Linked DNA regions of Mus musculus: region 2 is linked to region 1. Evidence: chromatin contacts called from public promoter capture Hi-C data. All regions are on one chromosome and are shown on one strand. The core of a region is the stretch at or near the end of the contact, and the rest is flanking DNA. Distances in the headings are between cores, read along the strand shown.

Region 1 (5,573 bases), core at 2,984-5,483:
ATCAACTATTATTATGTTCAAAGACAGGTATGAAGAAATGCCTTTAAAGACCATGAGAACACACACAGTTGAATGAAATAGTGAGACCTATTCAAGACATGTAAGTAAAACTTAACAAAGGAGTAGAATAAAGGAAAGCCAAAATGAAATAAAAATGGAAATGAAAAACAGTATGCCAAACAAAAGCTTCATATGTAAGTCTCAACAATAGATTAAAGAGCATGGAAGACAGAAATTTCAGATCTTGAAGACAAGGTAGAAGATACATAACATCTCAGTCAAAGAAAATGTTAAATATTAGAAAAAATCTAGGTGTAAGTAGCCCAGGAAATCTGGAACAATATTAAAATCTGGAACAATATTAAAATGCCACACCTCTCAAGGTATAAAAGTGTGTGAAACACCAAATAGACTGGACCAGGACCAGAAAACAAATTCCCCGTGACACATAATAATCGAAACACTAAATGTACATCAAAAGATAGGGTATTAAAAGCTGCAAGGGGGAAAAGACCAAGTCATATACAAAGGAGGGCCCATTAGAATAAAAGCTGGCTTTTCTATGGAGACTCTGAAAGCCAGAAGGAAGTGGATAAATATTCTAGAAGCTCTAAGAGATCACAGTTGTCAAATCAGACTACTAGACCCAGCAAAACTATTAAAGGCAGTTGACAGAGAAAGAAAACCATTTCACAATAAAAACAAATGTAAGCAATTTTTGTACACCAATCCACTTCCACAGACACAAAGAATAAAAAAATCCCAGAAAAGTTCATCAGGAGAGGGAAAAATCCATGCTACCGCAGCAAAATAACAGGAATCAATAAACACTGATCATTAATAACTCTCCATAATGCTTCCTCCAAAAGACACAGACTAATAGGTTTGATAAGAAAATGGATACGCTGAACCTGATACATGGGAAAATGGAGAATATCCTTGAACACATTGGTACAGGAGATGACTTCCTGAACAGAACTCCAATAGCTCAGGCACTATGATCAACAATTAATAAATAGGGCCTTATGAAACTGAAAAGCTTCTTAAGACAAAGGACAACATTATCCCCATAACTCTCCAGGGTAGGCCCCATGTTCAAGAGTAGTCGACCAATACCAAAGTGACTCCATATATTTTTTGTTACTTTGTGGGTGTCTGTATGAGTGTGTACATGAGTGTGCCTGAGTGTGCGTGAATGTGTGTGTGCTTATTTTTATCTTGTTTTTTTTTTCTTCTAATTTTCTCTGCTTTGATTTGGGTTTTTGGTCTTGATAGTTTTCCTGTTTTGTTTTGTTGATGAAGTTGGATGGGTAGGAAGAATCTGGGAGGAAGTAGGAAAGGGAAAATGTAATTAAATATATATTGTATAAAATATTTTTAATAAAAATTTTAAAATGCTATCTCCTCTCACACATCTACAAGCATAGTTTTTCAGTAATTCTTAGAAGGAACCATGTTTACAAGTGGTTTTACCTTGTTCCAACTGACTCTTGGGATGGTATATAGTTTCACGGGCATGAAGGTCTTCATTCTATTGAACATGCTCTCTAAAAAAATGTATGTACAAAAAGCAGGTTCCAGCACAGGCAATACACATGAAATAGAGAACCTGGAATGCTGACAAAATTTAAATGTTCTGTGTATTGAACGTAAAAAGCATCACATGGAAGCAGACAACATATATGAACATCAGTAACCCACTCCAAAAACACGCCCACACTTAAATACAAGACCTTTTTAAAGAGACACGTGACCACAAAGACAGGTTATGGTGGCTAAAAGCACAGGTAAAGTCACACAACAGTAAGGAAATAAACTCCAAATCACACAGATATTATCCCACACCCAGAGAAGTGGTTATTAACAATGTCCTCCACAAAATAACAAGCCTGGTAAGTCCCTAAAGGCATTGGAAACATCATGCTGGATTTTGGGAGATGTCAAGCAATATATCCACAAAGGAAGGGTCGGGTCCCCTTCAAATAGTGAGCATAGAATGATCACATGATACAGCAAATTGTTTTTGGGTGTACACCCCCAAATGACTGAAAATCTGGAATTTTAGGAGAGGCATTTGTGTACTCTCTCTCCTCATAGCAGCAAAGCACAGTCTACATGGGCCACAGAGAAAATCATCCAGATATCCTTTTTGCAGATGGTGGGAATAACAGAAAACATATGATAGCTATGCAAAGAGGTCTTTGAGATGTAATTTACCCCCGAGAAAGCAGAAATTCAGCCAGATGTTAGCACACTGAGGAGGCCTGAAGACATGCCAATTGAAGCAGGTTAACTCAGAAAAGACAAATTCTGTCTGATTTCCCTTAAGTGACGTTCCTAGACAAGGCACCCAGAGAGGAGCAATAAGGCAGGAGAGTGGTAGCTAGAGCCTGTGGACATGGGAAGGGCAGTTGTTTAATGGGTTCAGGTTTTCCTTTGGTATCATAGAGAAGATCCCAGAGACCTGTCCCCAAACCACTTGACAAGACTTCAGGCTGCTCAATTTTGACCTTCAGATTTGGTTTAGGCTTTTATGTTTCTGTATTTAAGGATAATCTTTTCAATGAAAGCAACCGAAGGAGTGGTCAGTGAGCATTCCAGGGACCTCGTTCGCACCAAGCATGCAACCCCAGTCCTCCAGGAGAGGTCTCCTCGTGGGGGGACTAAGAGCTAAACAAACCCCAGACCTGAAGACAGCTAGGGAAAGGGGCCTCAGACGAGTAAGAGGGGAAACCTTCTGCTCCTTCTTCACCTTCTTCACCTGAGACAAAGGCCTAGTGGGCCTTTTCTCCTGCCTTTGGCTGACCACTGCAGTCTGGTCAGGTACGTTCAAAGCCTGTCCTGATCATATTTCAGTTTACATGAAGCTATGAACCTGTCAGCTTGCCTTTCTTTGTCTAAAACGACTAGTCTAAGAATGAGCAGTTTTGGTAGGCTGACACATACACCCCCAGATGAAAAAAAAACATTTCATTTTCAGATGCCCCTATCTACTTAGTAGAGGGGCATCTCTCTGCCTGCCTTGCCTTGCACCAGTCTTATTTCCGTTTTAATAGCTTTGTTACCTATTGCTGCCTGCCGAGTCTGGAACCTTTCCTGCCTTTCAATTCTTTAACCGATAGAGAAAACAAATTCCACTCAGAACCTCTCGATAATAACTCTCCCCAACCACCAGCACAAAGTTAGCTGAAAACTTCGTGGGTTTAAGGCCGAGAGGGGAAGGAGGTCAACCCTGCTGCCAGTAATCTCAGCTAAGACAAGAGGCTGAGACAGGAGGGTCAAAAGTTCAAGGACGGCGAGCAGGGATACAGAGTTGATTCAAGGCCAGCCTGCACAACTCAGACAGACCCCGATTTAGATTTAATAAAACTAAAGAGAGGCTGTGACCACCCTGGTAGCCCTCGCAACAAAATGCATGCAGGGGGCCTGCCACTGCTTTGCAAAACCCTCCACTACTGCCGTGTAGGTTTAGTTAGGTTTTATTCAGATTCAGTCTTTGTTACGGCTTGAGCTCGCTAGAGGGCGCACTCCCGCCGCGTCCGCTGAGGCTATGTCTCCTGAAGCTCTGAGGAGATTGTACCTCAGGGACAAAGGTATGCCACTGTGAGTGAATCTATGTGCTGAATCTCAAAGACTTTAAAACATTTTAACAAGAGTGGAAAGGGGTCAGGGGAGAGGAAAAAGAGCCCGAGGGACAAACCCGGAACACACACCTTTTGAGGGCATCTGGATACTGATTTTCTACGAACACTGCTTGCAGTTCCCACAGCTGTCCAGGTGTAAATCTGTATGCTTTCCGAGGAATCCTGAATAACGACTGCTCACTGGTCTCGGCCACCTTACTGGTCTCCTCTGGCTCTTCTCGCCCAGTGTCCTGAGTGTTAGGCATGACACAGCTATGCTCGCCTATAGAGCTCTGGTGGCCCTCTTTCGGGATGCCTGTTACTTCATCGGCGAAGCCGCCACTGTTTGATGTGTAGGCCACCTTTTCCTCGGGTTCAGTCGTGATTTCTTCCTCACAGAAGCTCATCCCATAGTAGTCGTAGTCGAAGTAGAAGTACTTACGGGACATGATCTATGCTCGTCAGAAGGCACACTCTTGTGGTTTCCAATGGGGCTCTGCTCCTTGAAGCCCTCTAAATTGTTACCCTAGGCTACACACGTTCCTCTCTGACACAGACACTCGTCCTCCTCCACCGATGCTACTGGCTTTCAACTCACAAACCTGTGTGAGGCTCTAGTTTAGGCACACACGGGGTAGAACTTTGTGTGAATCTGCCCTATAGAATAAGACAGTTGTCATAAACGGGCGTGGCAAAAAGGGCGACTTAAAACAGAACGTTAGTTTTCTAACTCATATGAGAAGTGAAGCCCTAGTTGGATCTCAGTTAAGGAGTTTCCCTGGGTCTAAGACAGGATCTTGACTATGGCTTAGAATGCATTTTAGGCTGATTTAGATGTGAAGGCAGAATATCAATAAAAATAAGATAACTAAATAAACTACCGTTTTAGGATATAATTTCCTATTTTTATGTGACCCTAAATAAAGCTTCATCTCTTTGTACTACCTATTATTTGAAGCATTCTCATTATGTAAATTATGAAGTCAAAATAATGGAACAACTCTGAAAAAATGTTGGCTGATCCTTTCCATCCTAGAAAGCCAAATTAGGCCATGATTTAATTTTGTATAAAAAAAAATAAAAGCATATGTGTGTAAATATAAAGATGTGTTTGCAATTTTAACAAAGAATATAATTATATGTATATGATGTATATGTATTTTTGTTGTATCCACCAGAGAAGAATACTTGGACACCAGTTTAAGTGTTTGTGACCCCAGTATAGCTCCCAGATTGTCTCAGGATGAGCTACCAAACATAAAAAACACATCCTGGGCTGACATATTTCAATTAACAAGAAGAGTTAGCCAGAAGCAGAACTACAGAAGCCAAAAAAGCAAGGTCAGTCCATTTGGAGACTTTCCCAAAACTATGGACTTTGATAGATTAGATCTTTGTTTTTATTTTGATGAAGGGTACTGTCTATGTGCTTAGTTTTATTACCTGAATGGTACTTCCATCATGGAGTTAGTTGTGCTAATGTCTGGGGCCCTTTTATAGTATATAAAGTAAAAGTCTTCATGGTTCATTATTAGTCAGTGTTTGATTTGGGTACAAGTGTTTTGTGCCTGTTTACCTTTGATCACATAAAATTTCAGGTCCAAAAAGGTCACAGTTTAAAATGTTTAGGGAGGTCTTCTTTAGTGTACCAGGGAGCCTTCCAGAACAGAAGGTTGTCGTTTTGTTTGTTTGTTTGTTTTTTATGGCCTAAACTTTAATTACTTTCAGGAGTCACTGGGTATCCAGAATTTTCTGAAGCCATATCCACAAACTACAAGGTTAGGAGATTTATAGGGTCCATGAGAGGCCATCATTCTGCCTACCACTCTTATTCCTGGCGACCTTACCCCAAGCTGCAAGGGTGACTTCAGTTGAATCTTGCTAAGGCAACCTGCTTGTTCCTGCTTCTCTATCTATGATCTGGAAAGTGTCTCTTGGTGACTCTTCATT
Region 2 (5,657 bases), core at 2,813-5,312, 550 kb after region 1:
AATCATATTACTATGTTAGATCTGTCATCAATTAAAAATGATACCATGTCGTAATATAGTTACTAAATGCATGCTCTTGCTTTCTGTCAGTCATTCTCAGAACCATTTGGAGGTAAGAAAACCAATGCATCATTGAAAACATGTCCAAATGCCCTAAGCCGGTACACCCCATACATCATCACGTGCATCTGATTAGGAGTCAGTCCATTGAAAGTAACAGCCATATCAGAGCAACAGCCTTCTACTACCTGGTTTGGTTGGTTAGTCATTGCCTCTTTAATGAAAAGGCCAACGGATTTGGTATTAAACACATCTTTTCCATCGGCATCTTCGGCATTTTCTGCAAATACTCCGGCGTATTTCAGGCAGACCGCCAGCTGTTTATCTTCAGATATCTTCCAAATCATTCCTCCTTGTTCAGGACACTTTTCAGGAACACTGAGAAGACTGTTGAGTCTTTTCATTGATTCTATGCTTAAGACAATTCCTCCATCCACACTCACATATTCAAGGTCTCCAGATTTTACAGTGTGTCCGAGATAGAAAGGTTGGGATTGATCCTTTTTTAACAAAAAATATTTGAGGTTTTCAATAACAGCGAAAGTAGTGGGGCGTGCAAGGAAGAACCAGTTGTATTGGTCCCTGTATTGATCATAAGCATATTTGTAAGCTTTCCTCATCATCAACCACATGTCATTTGTGTCCATATTAATTGACTCAAACACTTTAACATTTTCAGAACTGAAGAATTCTGCTTTGTCACAGTGTTTGGTCCAAGTCTCCTTCACTGCAGCCCAAAGACTCACATCTTTGGGTTTTACAAGAACTATACAGTATACCCGGAAACTCTTACTGAGCTCCATGCGTTCAGCCTCTGAAATTTTCGAGATATCGTCTTTGTTAGGGGCTTGCAGATGGTGATGCTCATGGTGGTGCATTCTGTTTCCAATCCTAATGTGGCCTAGCATAGTGATCAAGGCACAGAAGATGCTTCCAAGCATCACACCCTTCAAAAAGGAACTGCTTTCTGAAAGCATTTTTTCCTGCAAAGAAAAAGACTTTTCAAATACATAGTCTAATAATTTTACTTGGTTATTTCTCATATACTTACATTTGTTCTTAATGTTTAAAAACCAAAGGTCCACATGCTTAAAATCAGGTGAGAAGCATACTGTGACAAGTACTCAGTATCCTTCCACTGGCATTGGGTCGAAACTGCAACATTATAGAAACTCATTCAAGGATTGGAATTTGTAGTGTGTGTGTGTGTGTGTGTGTGTGTGTGTATGTATGTGTAGAGGAGTAATTTTATCCATCATTTATTTAACAAAGTGGCAAGTGAAAGCATTAGCCTAGAAACTAATGTGATAAACAATGTTTTTCCATCGTTCTCTAAATATTTTGTATGGCAAACTTGCCCTGTTAGTACTTCTGGCTAATTATAAAAGAGCTTCTACATCCAGACCTGTAAGTTGAACAGATACTCAATTTAAACTCAAATTTCTCTTTTCTTTCTTCGTTTTCTTTCTTTCTTCCTTCCTTTCTTTCTTTCTTCCTTTCTTTTCTTTCTTTCCTTCTTTCTTTTCTTTCTTTCTTTCTTTCTTTCTTTCTTTCTTTCTTTCATTTTTTGGCTTTTTTTTTTGGCCCAGGGTTTCTTTGTGTTGCCCTGGCTGTCCTGGAACTCACTCTGTAGACCAGGCTGGCCTTGAACTCAGAGATCCACTTGCCTCTGCCTCCTGAGTGCTGGAATTAAAGGTTTCTCACCACCATACCTTAGCTACAGCCACCACAACTTCTGCCTCAGCTGCTGCCACCACCACCGCAGCCATCACCACCAGCACCACTGCCACCTCCTCCTCCACCATGACGACCATGATGATGATCACCACCACCACCACCACCAGTATCAAATTTCTCCTTCAACCTACTGCTTGATTTAACTGGTAGTTAATGTCCTGAGGTATTTTAAGCAATCTAAAACACATTTCATGTGGTTAGTAGCATATGTTATAATTAACACTCTGCCCCTAAGACTAAATGTCTTACTACATAGTATATCAATTAATGATGTAATAAAAGCCCACGATGGAAAGTTGTTTGGAGAAAGAAGTCAATATAGGCATTATTTGGGGAACATTTGTGACTATTTTTAGCTCCTCGAAAGATACTTAATTCCTTGAGAAAGTTAAAAAATAAATAAAAAGGAGGAGAGGGGAACCTTCTGTATTTTAATTTCAATTAGAAAGTGGAAGGAGAGCCAATGTAAACAAAACAGCTGACAATATTATGGTTTACATTGTTGCTCGTCAAGACTGAATGTTCCCCAGTCTCTTCTGCAACTCTTCAAAGTTTCACTGGACTCCTTCTACTTCCACGGTGTCTCTTACGGTTGAAAAGGACCTTAGAAGCTGTTACCTGAGGTCATTTCTCTCATTTAAAGAATATGTCCAGTTATGTGTCAATTTAAAAAAAATGGGGCTGGAAAGATGATTCGGTGGACCTGAGTTTCCTGAGGACCTGAGTTCCATACCCAGTGCCCATATAAAAAGCTGGGCAAGGCAGGAAGCCATGTCTAACCCCAGCACTGTGGGGTTGGAGGCAGGAGCTCATTGGGGCCTGCTGGCCTTCAACATATTTCCTGGTTCAGGAAGAATAAAGGGGAGAGTGATAGAGCAGGCTACCAAATGTCTGCCCCATCTGACCTTAATACTCAACGCTGGGACCCCCTCTAGTGTCACACAAAGACTTCTTTTAAATGGGGAAATGGAGAACCATAAAGGTTAAATAGCTGATCTAAAGTCACAAAGGCTATCAGTGGTAGAAGTGACCTATAAACGCGACATGTGGATCTAGTAAACATAATTGATGCTTGCACCAAATTTTCCCATAATGCTACAAGGATACTACACTGACCCTGTCTCCCCCCTTCCTGTCCCCTTTTCTAAGATGTGAGATAGGGTTTCACTATGTATCTCCAGCTGATCTTGAACTTGTGATCCTCTCGTTTCATTTGTCCATGTGCTGGTATTACTTGTGTGTGGCAACACTTCTGGCTCCTATTGTTTTCTTATAAAAGAAATGAACTTTGACTTTTACCACAAAGACAGCTGTTTGAAGGACAGGTGCAGTTTCTAAGAGTGTGTGGGGAAGTGGGTGGGGGAAGGCAAGATGGTAGTTTCCCTCTGTAATCCAGAGAACTTGGTCAATAAACACTTCCCATAGGAAAGGAGAAAGAACAGAAAAGCTATGCCTCAAAACAGCATTGTAAAGTTCACCTTTATATTACTTGTTATAATTGCAGTTCTTATCACATGATCATTATTTCTGGCCAATACTCAACAATCCAGACAAGTACCTTCATATGATTTTGTGTCAAAAATTTCCAGAATTTTTCCTCCTAACGGCAAAAATACTATTAAAACTCAAAACGTCTACTAATTCTACACAAAATTATTTGTACAAATTATCCTAACATTTTTTTTTCTCCGCTGAGGAATTAAAAAAAAAAAAGTAACACCAACAATCCGCACGATGGGATATTTTTGTACAGAGGAGGGAACTTAAAACGCACACACAAGAGAAAGCAGAAAGTATGTTTTTGCGACAAACTTTCTTTCTTTTTCTGTTTTTAGAAGGAGAAAGTGGATGGAGATCAAAATGGAGACTGGGTACCAGGATGGATATCAGTGTCCCACTGAAGGGCCAAGGGAGAAGCTCTCGGAAGGCTGCTTTCCCCACTCCCGCTGGGTCCTCCCGCCGCACCTGCCAAGGCATCCCTAGTGGAGCATGCTGGGAACGGGCTAGGGCCCAGGCTAGGGCCCTGGCCTTCCCAGGGGAGGGAGGGAAGCAGTAGCTCTGGGTTGTGCTTGAAGTGGGGGCCGAGGTTTTGGCACTCACCGCATCTAGAACGGCTCCAGGGCAGGAAAGCGCTGCCTCACGAGGCTTGGACGTGAGAGGTCCAAGGCCCACTCTGTTACGCTCGGAACCAGGCTGCTCTAGACGCAGGCGGTATCCTCTCGTTGGTGTCATTAATGACGGAGCAACAGAGGAAGCTGACGAGGGTGGGGGCGGGGCGGGGCGGGGTGGGGCGGGGCGAGAGCTGGGAACGGCGTGGGGGGCGGGCTCCGTGAGACTCGGAAAGGGCCCGCCCCGACATGCTCAGCTGTACCCAATGGGATGCCCCGAGGGGCGTGCGTGTTTTAAGGCCCGCCCACGCTCCCTTCCTCGGTCTGCCTACGGGCGTGGAAACTGCCGGAGTGCGGAAGAGAGCTGCTGCTTACCTGATGTAGATTTCTAGATCATTCCTCTAACCTACTCTAATGTGTTGGTACCCTTGTGGTGACAAGAAGGTAATTCCTCCCAGTATTCCTGGCCTGGAACCAAAATGCAAGTCATTGAAATTGTCATCGCTTTGGGGAGCAAGAATTGGCTGTGGTTACACGGGTGGTAGGTTTCGAAGCCACATAGCCTAGAAGTGATCCTTCAGCCAAGTGCTTTGCTATCCTGGAGAAGTGACTTCATTTTCACGCTGCCTCTGTTCCTTCCTTTGTTGTGTTTGGAAAATATCTCACAGGTTATCAGTTAGTGTACATAACTCCCCTAGCAAAAGGTGAAGTGTAAAGTAAGCATTCAGTAAATGTTGGTTCTGTGTATTCCACCCTGTATTGCTAGCAGATAGTGCCAGGATGCAATAAGCAAATATTTGAGGAGTTAATGAGTGTTAGAAATACAGATGGAGAACCAAGCCCAGTACAGGATAAGGGGTGCTTTCAAAGGGCTAGCCAATAAGTCAAATGCAGAGTTGAGTGTAGACTCCAGGTCAAAGTAGGACTACAGAACCCCCCAATAAATACCTAGTCTCATTTTTTTTGTTTGTTTTGTTTTTTGTTTTTTCGAGACAGGATTTCTCTGTATAGCCCTGGCTGTCCTGGAACTCACATTATTATTATTATTATTAACAGAAATTATTATTCTGTAGACCAGGCTGGCCTCAAACTCGGAAATCCACCTGCCTCTGCCTCCAAAGTGCTGGGGTTAAAGGCATGCACCACCACTAGCCGGCATACCTAGTCTCTTGAAGTGCTCTTTTGTAGCTGGTGCTATTCGGTCACACTTGTAATGCCAACACTAGGGAGGCCAAGGTAGAAGGACTAGCAGTTAAAGGCCAGCCTTATAGCTATTCAAAAGGTTCTGTCACTAGATTTGGTTCGGGGAACACCGAGAAGTGACTTGGGCCTGAATTCCTGGAAACTCATACATTTGAGTGGTGACTGGCAATGCCTTAAGTACAATGGAAAGTTCAGGAAGTCTTGTAATGACATCTAGATTGCAAGAAATTACTATTCTGGCAGTAGTATCTTAATCGGGGTGTCATATTCCTGACAAACCTTGCTTTTCTTTTTTTGGGGGGTGGCATGTTTGTGTTTGAGCTAAACACATTCCCAGTGTTCAGTGCTGTTTACAAGGCAAAGACAAATGGAGTGGTTCTGTCTGTGTCCTGCACATATTCTACACGGGCCTGGTTTTTCTGCAGCAGGCCTTTGAAGAGGGCTTTGTCTTTGTGCTATGCATTAAGTGCCTTTCCTTTTTCCTCTTCACGGCTGGCATCCAATTTATCCATATCACAAACAAACAAACAAACAAAAAAACCAAACACC

Evidence for each region. Promoter capture Hi-C pulls out the DNA fragments that hold promoters and counts their contacts.
Region 2: a promoter capture Hi-C map of pre-B cells shows a contact between it and region 1. The contact joins the promoter of C1galt1c1 here to the promoter of Rhox11 in region 1. A contact is called at or near these places in 4 of 39 promoter capture datasets (the 3T3-L1 cell line, hippocampal neurons, liver and 1 more).

What each region holds. Positions count from the first base shown.
Region 1 is chrX:38,080,906-38,086,478 of GRCm38.p6, forward strand. It overlaps Rhox11 (reproductive homeobox 11), which reads right to left and starts at 4,234. Exons shown (of 3, transcript NM_198598.2): 1 at 3,714-4,234. The coding sequence starts at 4,072.
Region 2 is chrX:38,631,081-38,636,737 of GRCm38.p6, forward strand. C1galt1c1 (C1GALT1-specific chaperone 1) reads right to left here and starts at 4,063. Exons shown (of 2, transcript NM_021550.3): 1 at 3,898-4,063; 2 at 1-1,043. The coding sequence starts at 1,037. The coding sequence ends at 87. It overlaps Gm52440 (a long non-coding RNA gene), which reads left to right and starts at 4,208. Exons shown (of 2, transcript XR_003953098.1): 1 at 4,208-4,349. It also overlaps the pseudogene Gm18436.